Linked DNA regions of Sus scrofa: region 1 is linked to region 2. A link is a contact called in public Hi-C data. All regions are on one chromosome and are shown on one strand. Each heading gives the region's core, a stretch centred on a gene start, on an enhancer-like site or on the middle of the called end of the contact. The rest is flanking DNA. Distances are from core to core; before and after follow the strand shown. Region 1 has its middle 48 kb from the start of RAB2A. Region 2 overlaps ASPH (aspartyl/asparaginyl beta-hydroxylase).

Region 1 (5,452 bases), core at 550-3,049, 890 kb before region 2:
CCTTGGCTTGCAGACGCCACCTCTCCCTGTGTCCTTGCACGTCGTCCCCTCTGTGCGTGTCTGTGTCCTAATTTCCTCTTCTTCTAAGGACACCGGTCATATCGGCTGAGGTCTCACCCTAATGACATGTTTTAACTTAATTATCTCTTTAAGGGGCCTTTCTCCAAATAAAGTCACATTCTCAGATACTGGGGTTAGGACTTCAGCACAGGCATTTTAGAGGTACAATTCAGCCCATAACAGAGACTCAGACAGATAGGAAGAGAGAACGCCCTACAGAGGTGGCTTCAATTCCAGGACAAATAAATAGTCCGTGGAGCCCACTGTTCGTAAAATGCTGTGAGTCTAGCTTCTGAGGCCGCACGTCTCCTCCATCTCAGTCCTGGGAACTAGTCCAAGGAAAGTGCCATCCCAGCAGTTTCCAGAGCCTTCTCTTACATCTGCACAAACTCCTTCTTGAGCCCTGCTGACCACACCTTGATATCCTGCCTGGCAGGCTCTGCACCGCCAGCTTCAGTGTGACTCTCAGAGCCCAGGAGCACAAAATTCATGCATAGAATGTGTTGGCACCACTGCTGAATTCAACACTCAGCCAATATGGCTAAGCAACCTGGAAATAATCCATCTTCTCAATCGCTAGTATAATTTTAGTACTTATTTACTACAAACATTGAATTTTGCCTTCAGGCCCCATAGAGAACAGCACTGACAACTTCCAGAAACATATTTGAAATGCCTAACATAGTGTACACAGCCGACTAGAAATGCTCCTAGCATGGAGAACAGGGATGCACAGAAGTGGAGATGATGAGGCCACAAAGCCAAAAGGAAAGCTCTCCAGGTCCCCTTGGCCCTGCCCCACATCCTGCTCCTGACGTGGGACCCAGAAACAGACCAGTAACCCTGACTCTGCAGACTTGAGGCCCCTGTATCTGTTTCGAGGTCAGTGAAACAGGGATTAAAACTATATTGTTCTCGGTGGAGTTCCCATCGTGGATCAATGGATTAAGAAACTGACTAGGATCCATGAGGATTCGGGTTTGATCCCTGGCCTCATTCAGTGGGTCAAGGATCCAGTGTTGCTGTGAGCTGCAGTGTAGGTCACAGATGCAGCTTGGATCCAGTGTTGCTGTAGCTGTGATTCAGGCTGGCAGCTGCAGCTCCAATTTGACCCCTAGCCTGGGAACTTCCATATGCCACAGGTGCAGACCTAAAAATTAAACAATTTAAAATAAAAAATCTACATTGTTTTCGGAATTCCCTGGTGGCTCAGAGGGTTAAGGATCCGACTTTGCCACTGCTGTATCTCGGGTAGCAGCCATGATGCAGGTTAAATCCCTGTCCCAGGAACTTATCCACGCCATGGATGCATAAATAAATAAATACATACATACATACATATACTATCTCTTTCTCTTCTCCTCAAACTGTTGTAAAACAGTAGAAATGAGAGAACTCGAAAATACACTTGGTAAAAGTCATAATAGACTGAATAATATAACTTTAATTTTTAATGGTCAAAATCAATTTAAGTCCATTAAATGAGTAATTTTTATGCTGGCACTGTTTACTGGTATATACGCATTATACCAGATAACGACTGAATGGCTCCTGCGGCAAAAATTCTGTCTTCGGTCCCGTGAGAAGATTCATACCTGTGCTTTCATTGCCCTTAACCCATTTCACTCCCTCCTCATGGCTCTAGATGTCCAGACTGCAGCCTAGAAGATAGAAGAGTGTCATTTTACAGCGAATCGGGAGCAGACTGTAGTACAACACAGGACCACCAGGGGGCAGCATAGACCTGATGCTGCTGCAGACTTCACTAGGTTTTTGCTGTTTGCTTTCTCTAGTCTCAAAGTGACCTCCCTTCCCCCAGGAAAACCTCTCTGTCCTGCAGGTCCTCTCCCTGAGCAGGATTCCAGCTCCTCCTTCCACCCTCTGCAGGGCTAGGGACTCAGCTGCTGGGCAAGGCCCACGTCTTGGTGTTGAGAGGTGGTCCCAGAGAACAAGCGTGGGTAAAGATGTCAGCACTCGCATCACACTCTACAGCCATCAGAACCGACCAAATGTAGGTGGACTCTGAACTCACAACTTCCCACGCCCCAGTTTTTTCTGGAGTGTCCACAAGGGGAAAGAGGCAGCCCCACGATCTGGTGGAGGATGTTAGTAAAAAGCCAAGGAGGAATTCATACTTAACGTTCTTTTGCCTTTTCAAAGGGTTTTGTCTTCGTTCTGATTCCTTATTAGCTAATGATTCTGAACCGTCACCTTCATACTGCAGATAAAGGAGTAAAACATGAGACACCGGGGCTTTAAGGAGGACAAAAGCAGACTCCCAGTCTCCCTCGGCCCATTTGTTGTCCATCCCACAGAGTCCTCCTTCGCAAGCACTACCGCTAATGGTACAAAGAAAACCTGAACCTGGAACCCAGGCGCATTTGGAACCACGTTAGAGGGGTCGTGGTAAGGCAGGAACAGAACTTTGCCTGCCTCCCTCCCTCCCACGGGGTACTCTGCAGCTCCAGAAAGGAGCGCAACCCGTCTGTCAAGCACCGATGTAGCCGGCAGCGAACCCAGGAGGCATCGCTGGACAGATGTGCGGCCACGGGCTTGGAGGGACCACTGCGAGCTCTGCACCCGGCTCCTCCCAAGGTTCCCACGCGCCGACCTCCCATTCAGGCCTGTGATTGATGCTCCTGGACCCCGCCTGGAAATTCTGCCTGAGAGCTCATTATGGGGAATGTCCTGCGTCCACCGGGCAGGGCTGAGTAAGAGGATCGGTAGGTGAGAGCTGGCTATTCACGAGACAGCGGCCTTTGATGCGAGCGGAGCAGAGAGTTTGGCCGAAACTCAACACCTCTTAGAAGCAGAGATTAGTCAAGAGGAAGAAAGGAGAAGGCATTGTGGAAGTTTTCAAGAAGGAGACAAAGATGCCTGTGTTTTGTATCGCTCAGCTGCCTCAAGAAAATGTCCATTTGTTTTCTTTACACTCCTTTTACATTTTAAGTGGAATCTAGTGAATGTGTCTTTTCAGTGTTCCCAATTTCACCGTTTTCTCTACACCTCATGTTGCCATTTTAATGAAGCATCATTTTTCCAGAGGGTGTGGGAACAAAACTTATTTCATGACCTCTCCGAGCAAACACTGAGTTCTTCGAATATTTCCCTGAATGAACACTCCCACCCCACCACTCGCTTCCTCTTTCAAATGCCAGTTTGCCAACTACTGCAAATCCACAAACAGGGCTTTCCTTTACTCTCAAGCCACAGGGCCCCTGTTGAGTCTTGCGGCCTGGGGAGCCCATGAGAAACCCTGGCCCCCGGGGGCCTCAGCTGTGCCCTTGGACGGCTCCATGGCACAGCAGGGATCCCCTTGGAGGCTTGACACCAAATGCGCTGCACTCCTACAACCCAGGGTGATGGGGCTCAGGGGAGACCTGGAATGCCCTAGAAGATTATCCAGTCCCCCCTTGACTTTCAGATGAAGAAACAGAGGTGGGCGGGGGAGCAGAAGCAACAGAGACTACACAGGGTGTCACGGGCTTGGTGGCGGCAGGGAGGATAAGCAGGGTTGGCCCCCTGTGCTTCCCACACCCTCTGCCTCAGCATCACTTAAGGCCCATGTGCAGAGTGCCTATTTCCGAGCTCCTCCCAAACCTACTGAGCTGGAATTTCTGGGGGTGGAGACCAGAAATGTCTATTCCCCAGTCGTGATGCACACTCCCTCTTTTTTTTTGCTTCTGTTTTTTTTTCTCAGTTTAGGACCGCCAAGTGTGGCATGTGGGAGTTCCCAGGCTAGGCGTTGAAGCAGAGCTGCAGCCTATGCCAGCCTATGCCACAGTCACAGCAATGCCATGTTTGAGCTGCATCTGCCACCTACACCATAGCTCGTGGCAACGCCAGATCCTTTAACCCATGGAACAAGGCCAGGGATTGCATCCTCATGGGTACTAGTCAGCTTCTTAACCCACTGAGCCACAACGGGAGCTCCAATGCACACTCGCTTTGGGGGGTAGTAGTAGAAAGAACAAGCTTGGAGTCGGGCAAATCTGGGTTTGAAGTCCATCTTGGCTGCTCCCTAGCTTTGTGCTTCTGGCAAGCTAGTGTGTCTGAACTTCATGTCCTCATCTGTAGCTGGAGAGATGCTGTGAGGGCTACATGGGTCACAGGGTGACGCAGATAGGCACACTCAGGTCCCAGGGCCTGACACTGGAATGCACTCGATCAGCGTCACCTGTTATCTGGATGTGACTGGATTTGTGCCCCAGTGCTCCCATTTATGGACTCTCTGAGGCTGGGCGCATCATTTGTCTCTTCTGAGCTTCAATTTCCTTATCTGCACATGGTGACAATGATAATAACGCCTTCCTGGCATGTTGGAAAGCTTAGATGTAATACTATGTTGCAGTGGCACAGACTGTCACTACTAAACAAAACCACTCTAGGTCTTTCACGTAGATGGAATTCAAGGCAGGGATTTGGTGTCAAAGGGAATGGAAGAGTTGAAGAGCCAAACAGAATCAAGAAGCTATCCTGAGATTGGCTGCTGGCAGGTCAAAGGAAGGTGGTGCTTGGACAGAGCCCAGGAGTCAGAGCCACTAGGTGTGGCAGGAGAGCTGACACCACAGAGAAGAGCCAACTGCAGCTGGCCATGGAGAGCCCACACAAGGCTGACGGGAACAGGGAGAATGGCCTCCTTCCCTGTGTTGTCTCCTTGTCTGGAAAGGGAGAACGCAGAAGATAGGGTGGCCTGGGAAGGACAGCAGAGAACAAGAGGGACCCTGGGTTTAAGAGCAAACAATACAGAGTTCCCACTATGGTGCAGTGGGTTAAGGATCTGGCTTGTCTCTGTGGAAGCACTGGTTTGATCCCCAGCCTGGCACAGTGGGTTAAGGATCTGGCATTGCAGCAGCTGTGGCGTAGGTTGCAGCTCCAGCTCAGATTCGATCCCTGGCCCCGGGAATTTTCATAGGCCATGAGGGCAGCCGAAAAAGAAAAAGGAAAAAGCAAACAATGCCCAGCACACACACATAAAAACCCTGACAAAGACTCAGACACAGAGGAGGTATTCTATGAGTACTAGTCATTGAAACTGTTAACAATGAAATGTAACATCCCAATAAAAAGGCTCTCGATAAGAAAATTACATGTTTGTGAAAAGCCTACCTTTCATTAGTCATATCTGGGTATCATATCTCCAGGGCTGATCACCACATGGAGGAAAAGTGCTGAGATTAGATTCCTAGGTGGGTTTCTAATAAAAATAGATGGAGGCTCAATTGCTTTACATATGAAAACATAAAGAGCATACTATTTCATAAGATATCATAAGGATGTAATGAAGTCACAGATATGAAAGTAGTTTATACACTCCAAGTCCTATACTAAAAACAGGATTCATTTGTACTCTCAAGAAGGGAACATTTTCAAAACACAGCTCTCTGATTTC
Region 2 (5,476 bases), core at 2,090-4,589:
CAACATATGTGGGAGAAGAGCATTCTAGGCAATGTGGTGCCTCTCGTGGCCCCAGTAAGAGCATTTCCATGGGGCTTCTGGGGACCCAGAATTGAATGGAGCAGGTTTAAGAGAAAACAGGAGGGAGGGAGGTGAAGACAACGCTTTCAAGGAATTTTGCTGTAAAGGGAAGTAGAGAGATGGACCAGTAATTGTAGGTAATGTAGACAAAAGGGAGAGGTTTTGTTTTTGTTTGGTTGGGTTTTTTTAAGCAATGGGAAATATTAGAGCCTGTTTCTAAGCTGATAAGAAAGTCCCAGGAGAGGGGGCACATCTGATGATGCAGGGGACCCAAAATTAGAATGATGTCTTTCAGTAGGTGAGAACAGTTCATCCATGAGAACAGGGACCAAAATACTGGGGTGGGAAGAGAGGGGAGAACATGTAAAATGGTTTTGGAAATCCATCAGATTTAGTTGACTACAATTTGAAGATGACCATTTGAGAAAATGTGATATAGATGCTAAAAGAAGTATACGTGGTTTTTTTTCCCTTAGATTATCCTATTTAGCATTTTTACCATGTTAAAATAAAGTACGTTCTGTAGGCAATATATAGATTCCTACAGAAGCAAAATAAAGCATAATCCCACATGGAGTTCCCATTGTGGCGCAGTGGTTAATGAATCTGACTAGAAACCATCAGGTTGCAGGTTCGATCCCTGGCCTTGCTCAGTAGGTTAAGGATCCAGCGTTGCCGTGAGCTGTGGTGTAATTTGCAGACTCGGCTGGGATCCTGCGTTGCTGTGGCTCTGGTGTAGGCCGGTGGCTACAGCTCCAATTCAATCCCTAGCCTGGGAACCTCCATATGCTGAGGGAGCGGCCCAAGAAATGGCAAAAAGACAAAAAAACAAAACCAAAACCATGATCCCACAATGTGAGGACATAGTAAGAAAATGATCCATCCCTACCTGACCCCCAAATGAAAAACTAACAAGAACCAGGACAAATGGATAAAAATAAGATATCTGTGGGAAGCTTTTCAGAAAATACCACATCAAAGAAATCACTTATTGGAGCTGCTGTCATGGCTCAGTGGTTAACGAAACCGACTAGGAACCATGAGGTTGCGGGTTCGGTCCCTGGCCTTGCTCAGTGGGTTAAGGATCCCACGTTGCTGTGGCTGTGGTGTAGGCCAGTGGCTACAGCTCCGATTGGACCCCTGGCCTGGGAACCTCATATGCCGTGGAAGTGGCCCCAGAAAAGGCAAAAAGACAAAAAAAAAAAAAAGAAATAACTCATTAACATGCACTGATAAGGATAAGTTTCCTAAGACGAAGAGGGCTGGAATTGAAGTGTGGTGACAGACAATGATGGACTTATGATAAAGGAAAATTGATGGGATGAAACTCTGTAGGTTAGAAAAGGGCAATTCACCTGTGCCTGACAGATAAAAGCTTCCACATATACAACAATCTTTTCATATCTGCAAATGGTCTCCAGAATAGACATATCTACCAAGAGAGAAAATCCAATGTCAGTGACCCATACTGGTCATCCTGCTTCGTGGCCTTCCATATATTCACATCCTGGCTTTTCTGTTTAGGCATCAGTTTCTTGTGAGTTTGGCTATAGTGAGTTAACTCCCCAAAACATGACTGTTCATAAATGATGTCACAGAATGCCAGTCCTAGAGCTGAGAGAGCCCTTTTGAGGCCATCTCGTTTGCCTTCTTCATCTGGCAACCCCTTGGAGCTACCAAACAGATCCCAGGACTGAAGGTTTTTCAAGATCAGTGCAAGGACAAATGCCTACCAAAACATCATTCTCTATAGAGAGAGTAATACATATCTTTACTAAACTCAATCTGAAATGAGAAAATGATGATACAACTACACACTTCGTTCCTCTGTCCCCACCCCTGATCCTCAAGTCCTTCATCTGAATGAAGTATAAACATTTTAGAACCTCCAGGGTTGGAAAATATCAGTATTAAAATGGCACATAATTTTTTAAATCTCTTGTAGAAAACCGATAGGCTTTGCTCTGAAAAATCAAAATTGATTTTGATCAATTTAGCACACGTAGATAAATGATTTGTGCTGAAACTGAACATTTGTTTCAGGATGTTAACATCACAAAGCGTTTTGATTGGAAACAACTCCCGATCCAACCTTTCTAAGAGGTATGGCATATCTTGCCTGAGAGGCATTAACGATTTGTGTAAGATAATAAAGTGAATTGAGCTCATAATTTAATATTTTGTGTCTGATGATCAGGGAACTCGGTCAAAATTGATTTTTACAGTAATCCAAAGATTAAGACAATATCAGCGCTATTTTAGAAATGACAAATACTATAGTTTCTATTTAACTTAATGTTGCGGAATTTTAAAAATGTGTTGGGATATTCCATTGACTGTTTAATCTGCTGACAAAGAGTGAAAAAGCCATCGTATTCCTCCCTATGAAATCCATCCTCTGTAGAACTTTTTTCTAAAACTCTTATGAATTTAAAGTTTCTGTTAAATTGTCTATTAAACCTTACTTTACCATGCTTAAATTGTGTACTGATGTTAATAGCAATAACACTTTGTAGCATAATAGTTCAGAGATAAGAAATATTGCTGGGGCGTAAATCTCAAATTCTTACTGTTAAATAAGAGTATAAATACAGCCTCTGCCTTGTGCAAAAAGTACCGCATTACTTAGACTTTGGTACCTGCAATTAATATCACATATGAGAAAAATTCTAAGTCGTCAAACATTTTTGCCTTAATTAGCATCTGCCCCAATCATTATTCTCTTGAGTTAACATCCTTTCCTTAATCAAATGATTGTCAGAACTAGTGGCAAAGCACATTACTTATATGAATAGGTGTGATCTTTTGGCAACACACACATATTCTCTTGCTCAATAATAACAATACAATTTAGAAGTTTAGGAGGATTACTGACCAAATTCATTTATAGGAAAAATGCAGTTGCAGTTGCTATAAACCTAGTCTATATTGTACCATGGATAAAAGGAACTTCTTTGCATTAAATTTTCACAAATTTAACTTATTGAAACTGAATTAATACAAATTTAATTAATAAGTTTTTAAAGGGAAGACAGGAAGAACTTAAGTATCTGGATTTTGAGTGGTTGTCACCCTCAGTTCAGAGCAAAACATACTTGTTTTATCTCTAGACGTGTTGGTTTCCGTATGAGTGTCACACCCAAGTGACTGTACTGCCCCCTCCAATGGGGTGTTGGCAGCTTCTCCTGGGTCTGGAAAATTTCTGCAGCTCTGCATCTGTTGTTTCCGGGCAGGGCTGACAGTCTGGTCTCCGAGGCAGGCTGGAGGAGCTCAACTGCCTGACACTTGCACATCAGCCTCGGCTTTCATCCTGGGTTCCAGACCCCAAAACTCCAATGGTCTGCTGGACATGTGCACTTGATTGTGTCATAGGCATCACAAACTTAACAGGACTGAAAGAAAACTCTTGATTGTGCAGCCCCCCAAACCTGTGCCTCTACCCGTCTTCTGGGTCAGTAACTGGCATCTCCTCAGATGGCCGACCCCCAAACCCCAGGGTTGCTCTTGAGTCCTCTCTTCCTGACCCTCACATCAAATCCATCATCAAGTCCTCTTGGCTCCGCCCTTGTCCACTGCCCATCTCCACGGCCATAACCACTGTCCGAGCCAGTGGATCTCAGGTCCCCCATTCTCCTGGCTTCTACTCCGCAAGCTATTCTCCACCCAGCAACCAAAGCAATCGTCATTAAAACAAACAAACAGACAACCAGCCAGGCATGCCATGCACAAACCCTCCAAGGCTCCCACGGCTCAGAGAATTAAACCGCCACCACGTCACCCCTCTCGGCTCAGCCCTCCCTAGTCCCCACAGATAATGCCAAGGCTGAGTCCCGGCATCATGGCCTTTGTCCCCACTGTTCGCTCTGTCTGGACATCTCCTTCCTCGACCTTGTCACATCTCAGCCACTTGTCACCTCCCTTTTTGGATCATCTTATCTCAAGTGTAGTCTGCTGTCACTCAAATACAACATCTGTAAACAAAAAAAAAAATCTTTTTTTTTTTTTTTTTTAATGGCCCACTCCGGGCATATGGAGATATGTCCCCAGGCTAGGGACTGAATATGAGCTATGGCAACACTGGATCCCTTAACCCACTGCACCTTGCCAGGGATTAAACCCCAGCCTCTGCAGTGACCTGAGCCACTGCAGTCGGATTCTTAACCCACGGTGCCACAGTGAGAACGCCAACAGAACATCTTAATGACCTGCTCTGTATTCCATGACTTTCTCTTTGCAGCATGTATTACTATGTGAGATGGTCTAATGTATTTACTTTAACATTTCTAATATTCTTTAAATATATATTTATTCGTAAAGACTTTCAGGGTTTTGCTCTAAGGTCACGTCCGTGGTGAGATATTTTCCTGCCGTCCTATCCAGCACCTCAACCCCCTCACGCATCCTATAGCTGGGCTCTGCCTTGTTTTTGTCTCCTGACAAAGTATCCAGTAGCAAAAGCAATAGATTTTCTATGTCTCATGATTGTCTTCTCCATCACAATGAAAATGCCACATGTTTTGTGGGTGGCTGCAGTGCCTGGAACAGGGCCTGCCACATTTTTATTCACTAAAAAATTGTGAATAAGAAACTTTTAAAATAGCTTCCATTGGAATATAAGATCCACAAGGACAGAGACCCCTAGCGTGTCCTCTAGATAATCCCAGGGCCTAAAACAGTACGTGACCCACAGAGGGTTTCCGCAGCTACAGACAGATGTGGAAAAGCTTCATGAATTGAGGAGCTGGAAAACGGGGAAGGTTCAGTAAGAAAGGAGAAGGTGGAGGTGGCGATGGGAGAAGGGAGGTGGTAAGAAACGAGTCAGCTGATAGAAACTACAGAGAGAACAAAGTCTATCCACTTTATTTTATTTTATTTTACTTTGTCTTTTTAGGGCCACACCCATGGCATATGGAGGTTCCCAGGCTAGGGGTCCAATCAGAGCTGTAGCTGCCAGCCTATGCCACAGCCACAGCAAACACTGGATCCAAGCCACATCTGCAACCTACACCACAGCTCACGGCAACGCCGGATCCTTAACCCACTGAGTGAGGCCAGGGATCGAATCCGAAACCTCATGGTTCCTAGTCAGGCTTGTTAATCACTGAGCCACAACAGGAACTCCCTATTCCACTTTATATTAAAAGAGTCTTTCCTAAGCACCCTCTGCAGGCACCTCTAGCGATAAAACGAGGTTCTTAAAGCCCTAAGGAACCTGAGGTCAAAACTACATGGTGGGTCTAAACAGAAGGAACGTGAGGGTGATGGGAAATGAGTGACAAAAGTGTTATTCTTTATTTTCTTTGCAAACCCAGACAGAAGCTATATGGAGGGGGAGAAAAAGAAAAGCCACTAAATTCACCAGTGCAAACAGCAATAATTAATTGTCTTATTTTAAAAAGTATTTTTTGCTTGAATT

Evidence for each region. A called contact is a pair of places that touch in the nucleus more often than the background predicts.
Region 1: a contact with region 2 is called in a Hi-C map of heart right ventricle, with 7 times the contacts expected there. The contact joins two enhancer-like sites. A contact is called at or near these places in 7 of 47 Hi-C or Micro-C datasets (alveolar macrophages, brain, embryonic fibroblasts and 4 more).

The regions. Positions count from the first base shown.
Region 1 is chr4:72,927,823-72,933,274 of Sscrofa11.1, reverse strand. No RefSeq gene overlaps it. Among named protein-coding and RNA genes, the nearest start is that of RAB2A, 48 kb to the right of the region's middle. Within about 2 kb of position 1,799, at least 8 of the 83 cell types and tissues checked have an H3K27ac peak or open chromatin away from gene starts, as enhancers often do.
Region 2 is chr4:72,041,829-72,047,304 of Sscrofa11.1, reverse strand. All of the region lies in intron 15 of ASPH (aspartyl/asparaginyl beta-hydroxylase), which reads right to left. Among named protein-coding and RNA genes, the nearest start is that of ASPH, 140 kb to the right of the region's middle. Within about 2 kb of position 3,339, at least 2 of the 83 cell types and tissues checked have an H3K27ac peak or open chromatin away from gene starts, as enhancers often do.